Regions from separate parts of the Arabidopsis thaliana genome. Here region 1 is linked to region 2. The links are chromatin contacts, called in public targeted proximity ligation maps. All regions are on one chromosome and are shown on one strand. The core of a region is the stretch at or near the end of the contact, and the rest is flanking DNA. Distances in the headings are between cores, read along the strand shown.

Evidence for each region.
Region 1: a contact with region 2 is called in a targeted proximity ligation map of shoot, with 14 read pairs. A contact is called at or near these places in 1 of 26 Hi-C or Micro-C datasets (root), 1 of 2 datasets of targeted methods (shoot) and 1 of 3 other capture datasets (shoot).

What each region holds. Positions count from the first base shown.
Region 1 is chr3:820,013-823,046 of TAIR10.1, forward strand. RGL2 (RGA-like 2) reads right to left here and starts at 1,640. Exons shown (of 1, transcript NM_111216.3): 1 at 1-1,640. The coding sequence starts at 1,267. AT3G03460 (mediator of RNA polymerase II transcription subunit-like protein) reads right to left here. Exons shown (of 2, transcript NM_111217.3): 2 at 2,884-3,034.
Region 2 is chr3:784,818-787,517 of TAIR10.1, forward strand. It overlaps AT3G03330 (NAD(P)-binding Rossmann-fold superfamily protein), which reads right to left and starts at 1,392. Exons shown (of 12, transcript NM_111204.4): 1 at 1,256-1,392; 2 at 1,124-1,179; 3 at 987-1,020; 4 at 800-898; 5 at 553-701; 6 at 409-447; 7 at 150-242. The coding sequence starts at 1,331. It overlaps UNE6 (LUC7 related protein), which reads left to right and starts at 1,388. Exons shown (of 13, transcript NM_001337465.1): 1 at 1,388-1,768; 2 at 2,057-2,109; 3 at 2,429-2,597; 4 at 2,688-2,700. The coding sequence starts at 1,388.

The DNA.
Region 1 (3,034 bases), core at 390-2,889, 35 kb after region 2:
CGATTCCGTTGTGGTTCGCTTCTTGCTCAACCACCGTTACGATACTCGGTTTAATAGCTTTAACCGTATTGAGAAGCTTTTCGATTGAACCGGATCGGGCTAATAACCGGTGGAGCTCAAATACCGAATTAACCACTAAGGTTTCAGATTCGGGTCGGGTTTCGAACATTTCGGGTTCAAGATCCGATAAACTCTCAGCGGCTAAGCCTTTGAATTCGAATTCAACGCCCATGTTCTGAGCGAATTGAGCTAATTTCCAACCTAACTGTTGAAGCGAATCTGAATTCTCCGTCTGCGGTGGTCCGATTCCGGTGAGACGAAACGACGGAGGTCCACCGGGTCGGAGAGCTAAAGCTTGCATTAAAGCAGGCCATTGCATCCCTTGATTAAGCCCTAAATCAATGACGTGAACTCTACGCGCCGTCGTAACAGCTTCTAGAATCGCTTGGTTCGCCGTGAAATGAGCGAACTTCAGGTAAGGGCAAGACTCGTAAAAGTGCATCTCCAAAACCTCTTCGAAAGATGGGTTCACCGCCGCGCAAACGTCCGTCTCCGCCGTGTAATCACGGTAAATACGACGAGCCAAGGCTTGAGCAAAATACGTAGCGACTTTTCCCATAGCTCCAGCTTGAGAACCCGCGAGTGTTCCCACGCGTTTCACCAGCGCGTCAGCTAAGTTGAGATTCTCCTGGTGAATCGCCTCAGCGCACGCCACTAGTGCGTGGACAAGTCTAACTCCGGTCTCCTGAGAGTCAACGAGCACCACGGACCGAGTTGACTCGTCCGACGATTCGCACCACGATCCGAGTCGGATCCTCTTGCTGCTAGCTTCCTCGTCAAAGACTTCCTCTTCCTTTGGAAACGCAGAAAGACCCGGAATTGCTCTGAGATCGTATTCGGATCTATCCACACAACTTCGGGTCGTGTCAAGATCCGAAGAAGCCGGGTTGTTCAGCTCAGAAAGCATGCTCTCGACCCAGTTAGAGAGATCAGATGGGTTATAATGAACAGAGTCGTTTAAGACAGTAGAACCAACATCATCATTAGACAAGACCATCTCAAGTTGTTCAAGCTTCTGTGCTACTTCAGCCATCTCAGAAGATCGAACCTTGTAGCCAAGAACAGCAAGAAGCTCATCATCCATGTTGCTGTTGTTGTTGTCATCATCAGCCTTCTTCTTATCCGCCATTGAAGGACCTTCTCCGGAACGAGAAGCTGGTAGTGGTTTTGGTGGCGGATCCCATGTTTCTCCGTATCCTCTCTTCATCTTTCTTGTTCTTGTGATGGTGAGTTAAGAGACTGATGAAGTTGAAAAAAAAAGAACAAAAGAGAGTTTATAAGAAAGGAGTTTACTTTACTTCATGGGTTGGTAAGGTTTTTATTAATGGGATTTGAAAAAGAAAAAAAAAAGAATTTTGTGGGTCTTTGTTGTGATTTGGTTACAGACAATTTTTGTGGAAAGAAAGGAGATTCTGAGAGGAGCAATATATAAAGCACGAGGGAGTGAGAGAGAGGTCCAATTAGAGAAGTGACTGTGAAGTGTGTTTAAGAGATAAGAATCAGAGCATGCCACTATTGTTTGGCATCTGTTTCTCTCTTTCATTTTTTCCTAACTCCAAGAAATTTACTCCTTTTTTTTTGTAGTAATGGATAATTTTCTTTATAACTGTTTAGTAGAGATTTCTAAATCTGTTTAGTAGTTTTGACCAATGGAACTTTATAACTTTTAGGTTGTAGTGTGCTTTCGTCATATTTGTTGGTAAGATGTTTTTAAGTTGTGAAGTGATTAAAGTGTCTTTTAATGATAGTGTCATAGTCTTATAGACGATCACGACTTAATTGTTCTTAAATGCCATTGAATATTGTCATATTCTCGCTTACGACTTCGTTGTTCTTAAACCCAAACGGCACCAAATGCGTGTTAAGATAATGGCACTTAAGTGTAGTTTTTTTCCTTATGTTGGATAATGTTTATTTTTTCACTAAATAATTGACATTTGATAATCAACTCTTTTCTAATGACAACTGAAAATATTGAATTATACAAATTTGATTTTCTCATATCTTGGTAGAAAGTATATAATCTTTTCCTCAGTCGAAAGTGTATAATCATGAAGCAAGAATCCTAAGTTGTTAGTGTTTGGATAAAAATACAAATTTTCAAAGCAAACAATTTTTTGTTACCAGCAGGTTTAATGTCATAGAGTAATCAGTTTTTAGAGATCATATTAAACTGAGACAACATTAGATAACTAATTATTTTATTGGTCCATAAGAAAAGTATAATCAGACACAAATATGATTCAACTATTACTCTCTTTTTTCTTGACCAAGTTCTAACATTCTGGTGATGTGAATTCTTTTTTACCATAATGATAAACAAATATGTTTTTAGCTATGTATTGTTTCACTGAGATAAAACTACAGTCTACAGCTCAAGTATTTGAGGGGGACACATGAGCAACTTCTCATGTGCCACGTAGAGGAAGACATAGCCTACGAGACGTCCACAACATAAGGTTACTTTCATTAATTTATTGCATATATCTTTCAGCAGTTTTACATACACACATCATCATCATGCATAATAATTAAGGTTTTTTCGAATAGTGGTATCGTTTGGAAACCGTAAAAGATCCTTTTGGAATATAAGAAAATAAATTATAGAAAAATGTTGTGGGGATTGTATATAGGTATGGTCCCAATCGCAGCTACAAGAAAATGATATTCGTTGTTGTGTTAGAAGTCACATGGTGCATGCTTTTCCATTTTTAGTCATTTGATGTAACTTGTGTCTAAATTGGCCTGTTTTGCTTTTGTGGTTTACATTATTTGTTACTTTTTATTTAGGATCCCTCTTTTAAAATTCATAAGATGAGAGAATCGAAACTGAAGCGCGTCATGCTCACTCGCCAAAACTAGTCCACCTCAAAGAACACTTCATCATCGTCAATTTATCTTTCACCTTATTCACTACCTTTCAAGATTTAACTACATCACCAAACTACGAGTATTTGGATAACCAAACCAAAAG
Region 2 (2,700 bases), core at 142-2,641:
ATAGTCAAGATTCAATACTGTGATTACAACAATTAACTAACATATAAAACGCAATGTTATCCACATATATAAACTATGATATGAAGCTCAATCCTTAAATATAATTCCACAAAATTAACAAAAACTATCCCCCAGTAGTCTCCACGTACCACAACAAAATGACCCCCTCCTTGTTTTAGCATATGAGGAGCTACCAACTTTGTCAGAGATATCGTCCCAAAGACATTAACATCGAATGTAGTCTGCACACAAAATCATAGATTAACCATATGTCAGAAAGAAATATCAAAATCACCCATGTCCTAATTGTTACAGGCTAACTATGGCAATAGAAACAAAAAATACCTTGAGAGTTTCCTCAAGAATTAATAATCTTGCCTACGAATTTTACGCAATTAATTTTAGTACCTTGAGAGTTTCCTCACTTGCATCCGATGCCTTGGATTTCTGCAAGGAAAAGAGTATGATGATGACACCCGCTTGAGTAAACATATCTAAAGCCTAAGACTCTCTATTGAGTAGATACAAAACTTTAGCAAGGAAATTACTTACCGGACGCTCAAAGGCAGCATTGTGAACCAAATAATCAACACCAGCTCCAGGGAAAAGCGACACTGCTTGCTCTACAACATGTTTGAGTGACTCTTCGCCGCTAGCTAAATCTAAAGGCAAAACCTTGACATCTTCTGGTGCAAATTTACCTAGAAGAAGAATACAGAGTCAGTTACATCACGTGTCAACAAAAAGCTCACAATTGTAAACTGGAGAGCTTTCTTTGATTCATTGTGTAAGAAAGTACCTTTAAGCTCACTCTTAACCCGATCCAGTTCAGCTTTATTCCTAGCAGAGAGAATAAGCTTGGCATCTAAACTTGCAAACTGTTTAGCAAGAATTTCACCTGAATCCAATCATAAACATGAAGAGTAAGCAGCCACAATAAAAGTTATCTCTTCACAGATATATAATCCTAAGAAAACATTCGTTACCAATTCCACGGCTAGCCCCTGTGATCCAGACGACCTGAGCAAAACCAAGAAATCTGAATTAATGCTCAGAGATTGAAATAATCGAAAACTCAAATCAATCCCACTAAATTCCATTTTTTCCTCTATCAATCCAGTACCTTGCCTTGTATGGCCTCACGCTTCACATGCTTCTTCGAAATCAAGGTAAAATCTCCTACACAAAGCAAAGATCAATCCTTTTATACATAAAAGAAGTTAAACATTGCATTAGAAATCGTCAGAGTTATTACCATCGGCGAATGCAAATTTGAAGAGCAGAACGATAAGAAGAAGCGCTCCGAGAGAGAAGAAGAGTAGAGTCAGCATTTTCTCGGATTGAAGCAACCAGCGAGAGACCAAGTCTTCTTACCCGTGGGCAAAATATGTTGACAGAAATAAATGTAGGAGTAGAACATAAATTATTAATATATAGGGACCTGTATGCAATTAATCTTATATACCAAAATCTTATTACATCCGAATGCCATTGTTCCTATCATTGTGTTGTCTTTCGATCAAAAAACCCCAAATCTCTGTTTGCAGAGAGGACGAGGAAAGAGAGAGAGAGAGAGAGAGAGAGAGAGAGAGAGAGAGAGAGAGAGAGAGAGAGAACGACTATGGACGCTATAAGGAAGCAGCTTGATGTGCTCATGGGAGCTAACCGAAACGGCGACGTTCAGGAGGTGAATCGCAAATACTACGACCGTGATGTGTGTCGTCTTTACTTGTCTGGTCTCTGCCCTCACGATCTCTTCCAATTGACGGTGCTTACCTTTATATTTTTTCAGTTTATTACTTAGTTGTCTCTTTGAATAAAAAAACCCTAATTTCACTTTTGAGCTAATCTTTTGTGTTTCTGCTTTAGCTCGAATTGATAACTGGTATTTGGTTACTTGATACAGTGTGCAGTTTTGTATCTTATAGAGTATATCTGAATTCTGAAACTTGTATCGCTTCACTGTTTTCTATGAGTATCTGTCTAGTAATTTAGTGCATGGCTACTTTGGTTTGCCTAATAACTGATGCTCCTTTTACATTTCTGTTGTTATCAGAAAATGGATATGGGACCATGCCCAAAGGTGCACTCTTTGCAGCTTCGGAAAGAGTATCCTTTGTTTACAGTAAGTTTAGTATTTACCTTATACGGTTACCATGAAGGCCGCCTACTTCCATGGCCTCTTTCAATTGAATTTGACATTTGAACATACTTACTAATTGGGTTGATATCTGTTTTTTGCTCATGTTTTTGCTCTTCTTCCTGGTTTTTGCTTGAGATAATACGTTAAATGAATGGATAGTGCATATAAGACTAGCCTATGCAGATTAGTTACAAAAAAAAGTTGGTGTCATTGTTATGTTTAGTTTGATTCTACAGTGGCATGTTGTTCTCTTTCCACTCCTGTGTTGCTTTAACTCGCCCTTAGATACCGAGAAGCAAGGGCAAAAGGTGTTGATAACTACGACAGGGAATTGGAAGATGCCATAGACAGGCTTATCGTTGAGTGTGATAGGAAGATTGGTAGGGCCCTTAAGCGTCTTCAAGAAGAGGACGCCAAAGCTGCCATTGCCATTTCTGTCTCTGAAGTCACTCAGGTGATTATTTGATTTTGAAATTTGGTTTATGTGTCTTCTAAGTTTGCAACACTCAGGTTTGTTTATCATCATTACATTGTTTAACTGCAGTCGCCTGAAATTC